Regions from separate parts of the Mus musculus genome. Here region 1 is linked to region 2. A link is a contact called in public HiChIP or PLAC-seq data. All regions are on one chromosome and are shown on one strand. The core of a region is the stretch at or near the end of the contact, and the rest is flanking DNA. Distances in the headings are between cores, read along the strand shown.

Region 1 (5,805 bases), core at 2,714-5,213, 180 kb before region 2:
TATATATATATATTTATATATACACACACACATATATACATATATATACATGTATATGTATATATATATGTGTGTATGCATGTATGTATGTATGTATGCATGTAATGTATGTATTTCATTAACTCAACACAAGCTGATGTCATCTAGAAAGAACCTCAACTAAGAAAATGACTCCATTTAGATTTCCTATAGGCAAGTTTAGGGGAGGATTTTCTTGATTAATGATTGATGTATGAAGGCCTCACCTACCAGGGGACAGGGATAGTGCCACCCATAGCAGGTTGTTGTAGATAATATAAAATTGTGGTCCAAGCAAGCCATGGGAAACAGGTCCATAGACTGCCTTCCTCCATATTCTCTGCTTCAGTTCCTGCCTCCAGATTCCTGTCTTGCATTCCTGTCCTTACTTCCCTCAAAAGTGGACTGTGACATGGAAGTGCAAACCAAATAAACTCTTTCCTCCCCAAGTTGCCTTTGGACATGTTTTATCCATGTTAATCACATGCTTATCACAGCAATAGAAAACAAACTGAGAAAACCTCAATATTAACGACTTTCTAAAACCTTCTTTGATTTCTCCTCTCCAATGGAATACAAATCTCTCAACCCAAGTCCTCAGTGATCCCATGTTTTACAATATGGATGCAGCTTTGAATCTCAACCTCATCTAAGCCTGCTGGCATATACATACTGACAGCTCAGTGAACTTAGCCTATTTTATTTTGAAGGGGTAAATCTGTGAGATGGAAAACCCGAGATCTTAATATACTTCAGGGTCAGTCAGCTTTGAGTTAAAATCTCAACTCTACATTAAGCTCCTTTAGAGGACTTTAGACATTCTAGCTTGCAAATTGCTATGAGGATTAACAAAATCAATGTACACAGTACCTGGTACAGAGTGGACTTCCAGTGATTATGATTGCACTTTTTTTCTCACCTGTATTTGGGAGCATCTTTTCTTAATCAAGTTCTGGACTGGATTCCCAGAGCAGCACTTTTGTGTGTTGATAGTGGTCCATGCGGGAACAGCATTCAGGGTGGTGAAGCCTGAAACACCCCTGACTTCATTTCACCAACCACAGAAACCCACATCAGGATTTGGCATCATAGGAGCACACAGGCTGAATTTCCCACAATCCTTTAGTCTGGGCACCTTAACCAGCTTATCATATAGCCACAAGAAGTACTGCATGCCTTTGAAAATATCTGTGGCCTTGTGGTTTGCATCCCACGGAGCCACATTGGATTGGGTAAATGTCAAAAGCTCTTTTGCCACAGGCCGTATGAGCACTCAGTGGTTTCCCTCTCTGGCTTCTGACTGTTTAAAGCTTATTTTAAAGTTTCCCACCAAGTCTAGATTTTTTTCTTATTACTGTTACCATTTTGCCTTATCAGTTCACTTATTAATTCATTTAAATCTATGCCTTTCAAATTGGATTTCCATTTAGTTGATGATTTACTTAATCAGTCAATAGAAAGGGTCCAAGAATTGCAACCGCTCCATTTCCAATCATTTGTGGATCCTAGGAAAGGTCACTTCTCCCATCAAAATCAGAAGGAGCAGGCTCATGGCAAGCAAGTCAAATCATTAGATTTAACATTTCCAGACGTTATCCACGCTGATAATTGTTGAATTGCATAGCACACTCAAGTTTTAATGGCATTACAGCAAAATGACCCTTCACTCTAGGGTATTTTCTGCTTTAATGCATCTCCTTGGATATCATATAAATCTCTCACCTATGGTCTCTCCTGTGACTGGTTGTTACAGGAATACAACCCACCATGGTTTACAGAGACAGACAGTGTAGGTCCTCACATTCAAAGGCTAACATGGCATCCCCATGGGAAGTGGGGAGAGGGGCTAAGAAGGGCAGCTTTCTTTGTCTTCTTCCCTGAGTTTCCATCTTTCTTCTTCTTTCATCAAACCTTTCCTAACTTAACCTCTCTTTGCTCTGCTCATCCCAGAACATGACTCGTTTCGACCTTTATTTAGCTTCTCAGACCTGGCTGCTCGTTAACTATTACTTACCTCATCTACTTTAAACAACGAGCTTGTGAACGTGTTCTTCTTATGCTTCCTGAAGGATAAAACTGAAGCTCACTGGGTCTGAGCCTGCCCAGGGTTGACCAGCTTTAAGCCCCAGTCTGGCTAAGCAGCAGCAGTTCTGTCTCCCAAAACCTCCCATCACCTGCATTGGCTTCTTCTTGCCTCTCTAAGCAAATCCTCTAACTTGGTTCATAGTTTATAGTGACCAACAACTCATCTTGTCTGGAGTTGTCAGTGAGCTCTTGTGCTCCTTTTCTCATGCACTGGTCTCTGCTGTTTGTTACCCTGAAGTCTGCAAGGACAGAACACGTGTGCTCTGTGTGCTCTAGTGATCCCTGGGAAGCACTCTCATACATCGGAAGGGACACCAAACCTGAATGCTCACAATATGAGAGTCCACTCGGGGCTTCATTTCTTATCTGTGTGGCCTTTGACTGAGCCTACTTTTCTTTACTTGATTGAGAGAGAGAGAGAGAGAGAGAGAGAGAGAGAGAGAGAGAGAGAGAAAGAGAGAGAGAGAGAGAGCTATAAAGCTTACCATAGTGACACATGCCTAAGAGCACCAGTACTTTCAAGGCAGATGCAGGAGAAGGAAGTATTCAGGACCTTCCTTGGCAACATAGCAACTTTGAGCCAGCCTGGGCTACCTGAAATGTTTTTTGCTTTTTTTTTTTCTTTCTCCACACACAATAGATATAACACCTATTAAACTTGCTAGGTGAGGCACTATAGAGACATTCCCAGCCACCTTTCAAACCCCCTCACAGAGCATGTCACTCTCAGGAAGTGTTAAGTCACGTGTGCTGATTTCTGAGCCTGGGAGAATGGTGTCCTGGGAGACTAGTACTTCATGTCCCAGCAAAGCAGCCTCAGCACAGCCTGGTGTTCTGGCCTGAGTTCCTGCTGGGTGGTGAGAGCCAATCAGCAAAAGCCTCGAGCTGTTCCTCCCCTGAACAATGGAAACGTGGAATGGTGTGACTGGCCAGGTGCCAGGCAGCTGTTCTGTGAGTCCTTGGAGGATAGCAATGGTCTCACATTGCAGAGAGGGATTTAGTTAAACCTGAAGAAGTATTTCCTGAGTATAGGCACCACGAGAGGTTGGAATGTAAGGTTAAGAAAGGCTTGAATGCCTTTCTTTGGGAATAGTGAAAAAAGAAGAAGGGGGAAAAGCTCCCCCAATCCATCTATGTGAGTGCTGTGCTGCCAAGAGGCAGAAAGATGGATTTGTTCCTTTGAGAGCAAGGAGTTGTCAGTATTGAGAAACAGGGTCTGCTTCTTCTCTCCCCTCACCTTTCATAATAGAGAACTCTTCAGTGCTCCCACAGAGCACCACAAGCCTCACCTGCTCTGATAACTGACCACACCATGCTTCTCCCCTCCCTCCCCAAACATCTGCTTCAGCTCTTTATCAGCATCACTTAACTGTACTGAGTGTGTAGCCTCCAGTGTGTTCAGGAAATGGGGTTCCCTGAAGCAAGAGACCAACCTCAATTAAAGCTTCAGGTGTCCAAACAGACCGTGGAATACACCACGAAATGTCACCTGAACTGCCTTCCCTCTGTGAGCAAGCAGCACTTACTGTGGGTTTTTCTTTGTGACTACATTCCCCAGAATTCTGTCTGCTCCTCCACAGCAAATGCATCCTTATTGGCTTTGTGAGTTAAGGATATGCAAAACCTTGTACTTCATTGTCTTACTCCTGCCAACAGAATACGTGCAGGTAAAAGTCACTGGTAAATCCCCCAGATGAAAGATAAATGAAGCTTTTGAGAGGTACAGTATTGGCGAGGCCTGGATCCACAAAATCGTTAACCTTTAGAATTGTGGAAGTCGTCAACCCAATGGTAAAGGGTGTGGCTTTCTACAAACATTGTGGTGAGCACCTTGGCGGAATTTCCAGCCCCACACAATCTCTCACAAATGACCTCACTCATCCAAGTGTTTTCAATCCTCTTAGCATCCTACAGACACACTTGGTCCTGGCCTGCTAAGAACAAAGTGCCGATGCCTCGGTTCAAGCTCAAACACTGTGTTTTCGAGGCTTGATCTTTATCTACTTCAAGGTCAAGACTATTTAACTGTGGGTTTATTTCATGGAACTGTACCATTTGCTGATTTCTTCCCAAGAGATCTTTGGAGTATTTCCTGGGCCTTTGGATCTATGAACAGCATGCTCGAACTAGAGGCCAAGAATCTGGTTTTTGTTTTTGTTTTTGTTTTTTGTTTTGTTTGTTTGTTTGTTTACAGCAAATGAAACTAAAAGTGCTTTAGATTTTAGATTCAAAAAACAGTTGGAGATATACCCATATATATATATGTGTGTGTGTGTGTGGTTGTGTGTATGGTATGTGTGTGTTTGTGTGTGTATGTGTGTCTGTCTCTGTGTGTGTGTGTTTAGATATAGATATATTTGGGACAGCAACCATGTCTAGACATGCAGTCATTTGCGTGTAATTTGTGTGTGAGGCCTGTTGTTGATGTTGCTGTAATAAAACACCACGACCAAAAGGGACTTATGAAAGATAGAGTTTATTTTGACTACAGTTTCAGAGGGGGAGTCCATAATGGTGGGGGAGGCATGGAAGCTGACAACGGGAGCAGCAAGTCCAGAGATCACTCCTGCAAAGACCAAACCCAAAGTAGAGAATGAAGCAGAACTTGGGCAAAGCTATAAAACTCTTAAAGCACCCCATCTCCTCCAGTGATCTTCCTCAAGTCAGTGCCACCTCCAAAGGTTCTATAACCTCCCCAAGCAGTGCCACCAACTGGGCAGTAAATGCTCGAATTCTTGAGCCTGCGGAGATCATTTCCTGGGCAAATGACCACAAGCTCTATGTGACTTTTAAATTAGCATCTTCAGAACCTCCACCATGACCTGCCATCCCCACTCCTTCCAAGGGAAGGGGTGGGAAGAGAGGTTGAACTCCCAATACTTTAAGATTTGGGAGACCTCTTGCCTTTTCTCTTCATCAAGGAGCCAAGTGTTGGTTTGACCACTGTCTCTATCTGCTGGTTCTTTTCCCACTAGGCTCTGTTATCAACAGCTCATCCAAAGCAAAATTGCCACCAATTGGAGTGGGAACATTCCATCTGTGTTCAAATCATCTCCTCTCCCCGGGTGCCGTGCTCTGTGCATGGAACATGCAGGATATCTAAGAAATGACAGATTCTGTTGTCACAGTCCCAGAACCACAGGAGCAGGAGATCAGTAGAAAGTCACAACCAACCCCTGTTGTTCACTGGAAAAAACTACAAAAGCCTCACATGAGGGAGACATCAAATAAAGTAACTTAATTATTAATTAGCTAATTTGTTCAAAAAATATTAATGTTCTTACCATGTAGACAGCTCCGTGGCACCCCTTGAGCCACAGTAGGAGAATCTGTCCTCAAGGCCCGTACAGAGGCATTGCACACATCTCCTGGAAAGCTGAAATGCAAAATCCCCAAGCCTAACTCTGTGCACATAGTGACTGCCTTGGGAATTTAAAAGGGGGAAAGGTCCCTGGAAATGGGGGTGGCCATGAAGAGTTTCACAGAGTGCCGAGAATAGAAAGGATCCAACTTGGAGAGGAGGGGACACTCCTGAGCTAGGAGGGAAGCAGGCACAGTTGGAAAACACAAGGTTGTGGGCAGCTCTAATCAGCCCAGAGGTGGTACAGGGCTGGGGTGAGAGCGTCACACAGAGGGTTCAGATATCCTCACACAGGCAAGAGCTTCCTAGTAGAAACTCTGCAGGGGAAACAGATTTCAAGC
Region 2 (6,268 bases), core at 312-2,811:
ATAGTATGTCACAGAGTCAAGCTCCCTGCTCAGAGTCTGGGAGCATGGTGTGGTGTTTCTGTGTGGTGGTGTGAGCATCTCTGTGGATCGCCTGTGACTGCTTTGCTGTCTTTTCCAACTGCTTTTTATTTTCTAGATCACTCTCAAGAACGAACACTGTGTTTTGATAAAAATAACTCTCTCCCCCCCCCAAAAAAAATCCAGTCTCTTCATACATTAACACATTTGGGCAAAGCTTTTTACACTCGTACAGTAACAAGCATATTCATACCAGGATCCAAATGGAAGGAGCATCAATCTGAACGAGACAGGGATACACACAAGGAAGGGCATGGTTTTGACTCATGAGTGTTCTGGGCTTCTCTGCTTCTTGCAAAGATTACTACTGGCTGCAACTGCACCATGTGGGTGGCTGCTGGGCAGGAGGGGCCTCTTCAGCTGGTCACTGGCTTTGTTTCAACTTCACAGTTGGCATGAGCGTCCGTCAGTCTGAAGCCTCTGCAGTCTTTTTCCTTTCACTGGGGAGACATTACTGAGAAAGGGGGCTATAGGACCAGCTGAAAGGAACATCAGAACAACTAGAAAGATAATAGAACATGTCACAGACAGTTATCACATTGACTGTTTAATGGAAGTGATTTGGGACACTGGAGAGACAATGCTCTTTCTAACTACAGCAGAAATGCTACCTCACTTTAACAACAAAAAGTGGCTTTCTTCCATTGTTCGCCTTGCTCAAGAATCAATGCAGCAGCAGTCTTGTGTCAGTGTGTACAAAGAAGAAAGCTTCAGGTCTACCCTCCCTGAAACAGAACACACAGGCACAGAGCAAAAGATCACAGGACACAGAGCACAGTCAAATGAGTCCTAGGAATGAAGGCAAACTAAGTTGGTTGTAGGTGCCTAACTGCTGCAATACAGGAGTGAATGGAGGCACTGGAATTAGTGGGTGTTCATTGCTTAGCCCCTTGAATATGTCTTGGTATTTTCAGTGCCGGCCATAGAGCTTGGCACATGGTACTGAAATAGAAAGTGTGAGGGAGAAAGGGAAGGAGGGAGAGAGAAAGGGAAGGGAGGGAGTAGTGATAAAGAGAAAGGAAAAAGAAAAGGGAAAGAAGGAGAGGGTATGAGGGAAAAGAAGGAGAGTGTAGGAGAAAGGGGAAAAGGGAGACAGTAATGAAGGAAGGCAGGAGTTACTGGAATATTGGGGCACCCAGGAAGGAAATTAGTCAGCTGTAAACATGTCAAAGATTTGGAGACTGGGGAATCCAGTTTGGCTTAATAAAAGAAGGGGTTTTACATTCTGAGTGGTTTGAGAAAAGGAGATGGGGTCATTTCCAGATGGCCTTGAACATGTCAGTGTCTCGTTTGGGAAGTGCACTGTGGTCAAGTGACCATTGTAGGCTCCTGAAAAGAACATGACCACAATTCAAATAAACCAAGGGGAACAAGAAACACAGAACTTATAGGCAGCAATCCAATGGAGTAAATAAACCACACCACAAGAAATCACAGGATAGCAGAAGGGCTGGGGAGAGGGTGTGGTCTAAAACAGAAAGGCAGTGTCTGGATATCTTCCAAGTTAATGTTGAAGGATGTGGCTTTATAACTGGGATCAAGAATTCACTTCTCCCTTTGGGAAGCTTTAGTTTTCTTTTCTTTTGCCCCTAGGCTGCTTTTTTTTCTGTCACCATCCCTCCCTGAAAAATAAACTCCAATCTTAGGTGCTTTCTCAACAAGATAAAGCAGATTAGTAACAAATGACCCTGGAGGTGGAATCAGATGTAACTTTGAAGGGCAACTGATGGTACCAATGGACAAATAAGTTCACAGGTTTTGGCCTTGCTCCTATTGCCCCCTATACTATGACATAGCTTCAGTAATTCTGAGAGGGGGTAAGCACTGAGACCCTACCTAGCCTGACCCACTTACTCACTTCACAGATAAGGATATTTGAGAAGAGAGCTATTAACGCTTCTCTCTTACTCTGCAGAAGTAGTTATGAATGAGATGGATTTGCAAGTGGTTTTTTAGTTAACTAAAGCCTTTGACATCGACTTCTCCTTTATACTCACACAATGGAAACGCATCAATGAGCTAGGCACGCTGAACGGGATACACCACGGCACATACTGTATTAAATACTTGGAGTATTTGAGGATGCTGACTCTCTAGAGGAGACATCTAACTGGTAGAATGACTTAGGGTAAATGCTATGCCCAGGCAATGCATTTTGTAAACAGTGATATTGGGGATGTTAAGCTTTGGCATGCATGTACGACTCATTCGTGAATAAATTAGCATGGTATTGCATTAAGAAAAGACAGTGCCTATAATACTGCTATGATTCATAAAGGTAGTGACTAATGGAAAGCCCAAGAATATGTGAGAAGATTGAAAAAAAAAAAAAAAAAGAAACAAGCTATATATGGCTTTGATGTTTTATATAGCCAACCCATGCAAAACAGGCTTTTATATGCTATGTATATTATAAACACTATTAAAAGGAATTTTAAGGAATGAATATGAAGTGGACAGTAGGAGAAAGGTCAGATTCCACATGTTTGTCGAGAGTTAAAAATTTTACAGCTTTGTTCTTTGGGTTCTATACCTACCTAATTGCAAGAGCAGTGGAGTAGCATCATCTATTCAATGCAAAGTTCTCTTGAGATCCTTTTTGTAATTTGAATGAAGAAGCAAAAACTTAGGGCCTCACATAGTCTTACTCTGTAACAATTCTCTAAGCTTGTCTCGACAAGCTCACCACCTACTGCATACATGGCAAATGGCAAGTAGCAGGCTGACCAGCCAACTCACTGTGATCTGCCTGGGCTTTTTCTTAATAGGTAGATCTTGGGGGGGGGGGGCAGCTCGCTGGAGGGGGCTCCCCAGTGGAGCCATCAGTAGATCTCTGGAATCGTGTTGAGGCCCCAAAAGGGAACTGAAGTTAGTGGATAAGAGTCTCAGTTACTCATCTCGTGACATGCAAAATGGAGGGGAAAAACAGAAAATTGTTTATTATTGTTAATGGTTTGATTGCTTTTATTAGATTAAAAATCATCATCTCTGGCAAATGCCATGTCTCTGATTCCAACAAAGGAAATGGATTCCTTATGTGTAATATGTACTTTTCTGTTGTTCTCTGTGCTTCCGAGTTATCCACAGCCAGGATGAAGACCAAACTCACAAAGAACTGCAAATATTTTGCAAAGAATTCAAATTTTCTCCAGTGAGGAGCCTTTGAAAGATCAAGAGTTTGCAACATCTAGGTTTTCCACTTTCATTCTCATGGAAGCACACATGAAGCAAAGTCCTTTTATTCTTGTATTAATTAACAAGGAATTAAAAAAAAAACCCTAAGCTGACTTACAAAGCACTCTCCTCCCAAGCAATTCCAAGCATGAGACATGCCCGAGGATGGGGGGTGATGGGGACACACTCAAGTAGGCTACAGATAAAGCAAAGCACAGCTATATGCACATTAGTATAATTACAGATTGCAAATTATGCCGGATGTATCTAATATCTAATTTTTTGAAAGCTGACTCCACTTGAGACTTCAATAACAGCGTCAACATTTTGCAGGTGGCTTCTCTGTACAGTATCCAATGGGAATTATTCTTCCAATGCTTATAGCCCTCAAGTTAAACCTGGAGCTCCCCCTTAAAGGACCAATGGACACTGAAAACTGAGAATAGCACCTAGACAAAGGAAATGGAGTAGGGGGAGACCCTGGAAGACACTGAGTACAGTTGCTTATTTCTGTGACGATGATACTTACTTGGTTCAAGCAATAAGGAACTTGAACATCCGTCATTAGAAAATGTAGGAGAGGCTACATGCATGTTGAGGAAGCCAACTGAAAGGTTAAGGGTTGGGCATTTCTTAGATCTATGGATAAAAGGGGAAATGAGCATCAAGGTGGCACGCTCTACCTTTGACTCCAAACATTAAGCCTTATGTTAAATCCAACTCATCTAAGACATACAGTTTGTTCGTCTAAAAAAGATCCGCATTCGGCTTTGAGAAACTGGCTTTTGTCCTCGAGCCCTGCATGAATCAATCACCAACCAACTAAAATATATTTGAGATCTCAGAGAAGGAAGAGTACTCTCCAAGTTGATTGGATCCATCTTCTTGATTCCTCCTTAAAGATCTTTCTGCTAATGAGTCAGGGTTGCTGTGGCATTATTTAATTATCCGCACTTCTGTACGATGAAATATGTTGTCGTAGCGCACACTTCACAGTGCAGTGACTGCTCACATGTAATGCTGCCTCCACAGTTAGTACATTCCTTTGTTCTGCTCATAAGTGGTTTCAGAAAAAAGGGGTGGGCCCGGAAGGAGGAGCCTTTGGGGTTTGTAAAATAAAAATCATACATTCCTGGTGCATGTGCAGAATTCGATGCATTTACATGAATTCTGCTTTTGAAATTAAGTTGTGGCTCCACTTGGAATAAGCCAAGGCACATGTCGGGTGACTTCAAATGCAGCCATGAGGCTCTGAGTGGACCTTGAACATCTCTCTAGTGAATACTCACTGTAATGTAATGGGGGACAGAATGACTTGATTTTTTTTTTTAAAATCAGCAAGGAATGTCTTTAACAAGGAAGAAGTAAATTATGATAATTACTCTGAATGGTCGGATCCTTGAGCATTACTAATTAGCATTTATTGCCTGGATTATGGAACAATACAAGTGAAACCAAACTGCAGTTGCTCTTTTACCTTGAAGACTTGAAAAGGCAATGGAGAAAGATCTCTGCAGCCACCTCCGTGATGCAGACTGCAGGCAGTCTACCTCCCCACAGCCTGCAGACTCCCTCCTTATAGAAACACACCCATACGGGCCTCAGCATTTCCGGCCCATTCATCTTTGTGTGTGTGTGTGTGTGTTAGGTTCATATTTGCATGGGCTATCAGGTTCAGGAGACTAATATTCAGGCAAAATATTTTGGCCATAATACCATCTGAGGATGATGTTATCAGTCGGGAGAGCTTAGCAATAAAGAGCTGAAACTCCATGCTCCATGAAAATATGGAATTCTCCCAAAGAGATATTTGACTTAAAAACAGAACAAAGAACTCAGTTCTTGGTGATTGAAATTTTATATTTCCTCACTGACCCTTAGGACTGAAGCTTAAAAGAAAATAGCTAAGAAAAATAATGGGTTTTTGGTATAAGTACCTTTATTTGTTTATCTATCTATCTATTTATTTTCCATTAGAAATCTGTGATGATATAGGTTCTGAAATTAGAAAACAAAAATTAGATGTTCATGAACAGGTTGGCAGCACTAAATAAATGCCATTGTTAAAATTTAGCAACCAAATTTTTTAAATAAGCCACCAGGTATAATATAAGGAGAGAAAGGAGGAAGAAGAAAAAAAAAAAAGACTCCCTGAGCCGTTTATCACTCTGCAATCTCTGCCGTTCTCCACATCCCATTATAACGAATGAAGAGAAAAGACTATGGTCAGCCAGAAAATGGGCCCCAAATACAGTCACTGCTCTTCCAAATACCGTCCATGGTTTCCCCACCCTGGGCCCTTTTAGCCTGAAAGAATAAGTTTGCTTAAATCTGTGAGGAGATTAAATAGACTGGTGATAGAAATTAATTCTGCCGAATGAGCAAATGCATTCGAGTTGCCCAGATGCAAATAAGATAGATAATACTTTTCTTTGCCTTTGACATGCTAGGCGGATTAGTTTAGAATGTTAAATCTGATTTTATTAGAATATATTAGCAGTGTTTTAATTAATACCAATCAAACGTTTTTCTTTCCCTGGGGCTTGATATGTTCCTAACACTTTCTAAATCATCTGTTTTCCCCTCCAGAAAAAAAAAAAAAGAAAAAAAAAACAGAAAAACCCTACAAAATCACCAAATCACCCTTTGTTACAGTCGCTCAATTCTAATCTCACTGCGTTCTGTGGGAAGCCATAAACTTTTTGTATAAAGGTGTTTTTGCCCATAAATTTCATTCCAGGTGCCAGATTTTAAAATGAGTTACTGTTTCTCTAGCATGCCTCCTTAAAGAAGAAAGGAAGAAAGAAAGAAGAAAGAAAGAAAGAAAGAAAGAAAGAAAGAAAGAAAGAAAGAAAGAAAGGAAGAAAGAAAGAAAGAAGAAAGAAAGAAAAAAGAAAGAAAGAAAGAAAGAAAAAAGAAGGTAGAAAGGAAGGAAAGAAGGAAGGAAGGAAGGAAGGAAGGAAGCGAGCAATTAGAGATTTGAAAATTAAGCATTTTCTGTATTTTTCTTTGAGGG

What was found. HiChIP or PLAC-seq counts read pairs in DNA pulled down with a chosen protein or histone mark.
Region 1: an H3K4me3 HiChIP or PLAC-seq map of neural progenitor cells shows a contact between it and region 2, with 42 read pairs. The contact joins two enhancer-like sites. A contact is called at or near these places in 5 of 39 promoter capture datasets (3T3-L1-derived adipocytes, cranial neural crest, frontonasal cranial neural crest and 2 more), 1 of 484 Hi-C or Micro-C datasets (cerebral cortex) and 14 of 115 datasets of contacts at active chromatin or transcription factors (the NIH/3T3 cell line, VIP interneurons, cardiomyocytes and 11 more).

The regions. Positions count from the first base shown.
Region 1 is chr9:41,763,904-41,769,708 of GRCm38.p6, reverse strand. Gm46143 (a long non-coding RNA gene) reads right to left here. Exons shown (of 2, transcript XR_001779341.1): 2 at 4,564-5,479. Among named protein-coding and RNA genes, the nearest start is that of Gm46143, 6.5 kb to the right of the region's middle. Within about 2 kb of position 3,963, at least 95 of the 459 cell types and tissues checked have an H3K27ac peak or open chromatin away from gene starts, as enhancers often do. A contact at or near this core is called in the NIH/3T3 cell line, neural progenitor cells and pancreatic cancer cells, where this site is marked.
Region 2 is chr9:41,584,509-41,590,776 of GRCm38.p6, reverse strand. Mir100hg (Mir100 Mirlet7a-2 Mir125b-1 cluster host gene) reads right to left here. Exons shown (of 5, transcript NR_131928.1): 5 at 758-803. Among named protein-coding and RNA genes, the nearest start is that of Mir125b-1, 5.7 kb to the right of the region's middle. Within about 2 kb of position 1,561, at least 69 of the 459 cell types and tissues checked have an H3K27ac peak or open chromatin away from gene starts, as enhancers often do. A contact at or near this core is called in the NIH/3T3 cell line, neural progenitor cells and pancreatic cancer cells, where this site is marked.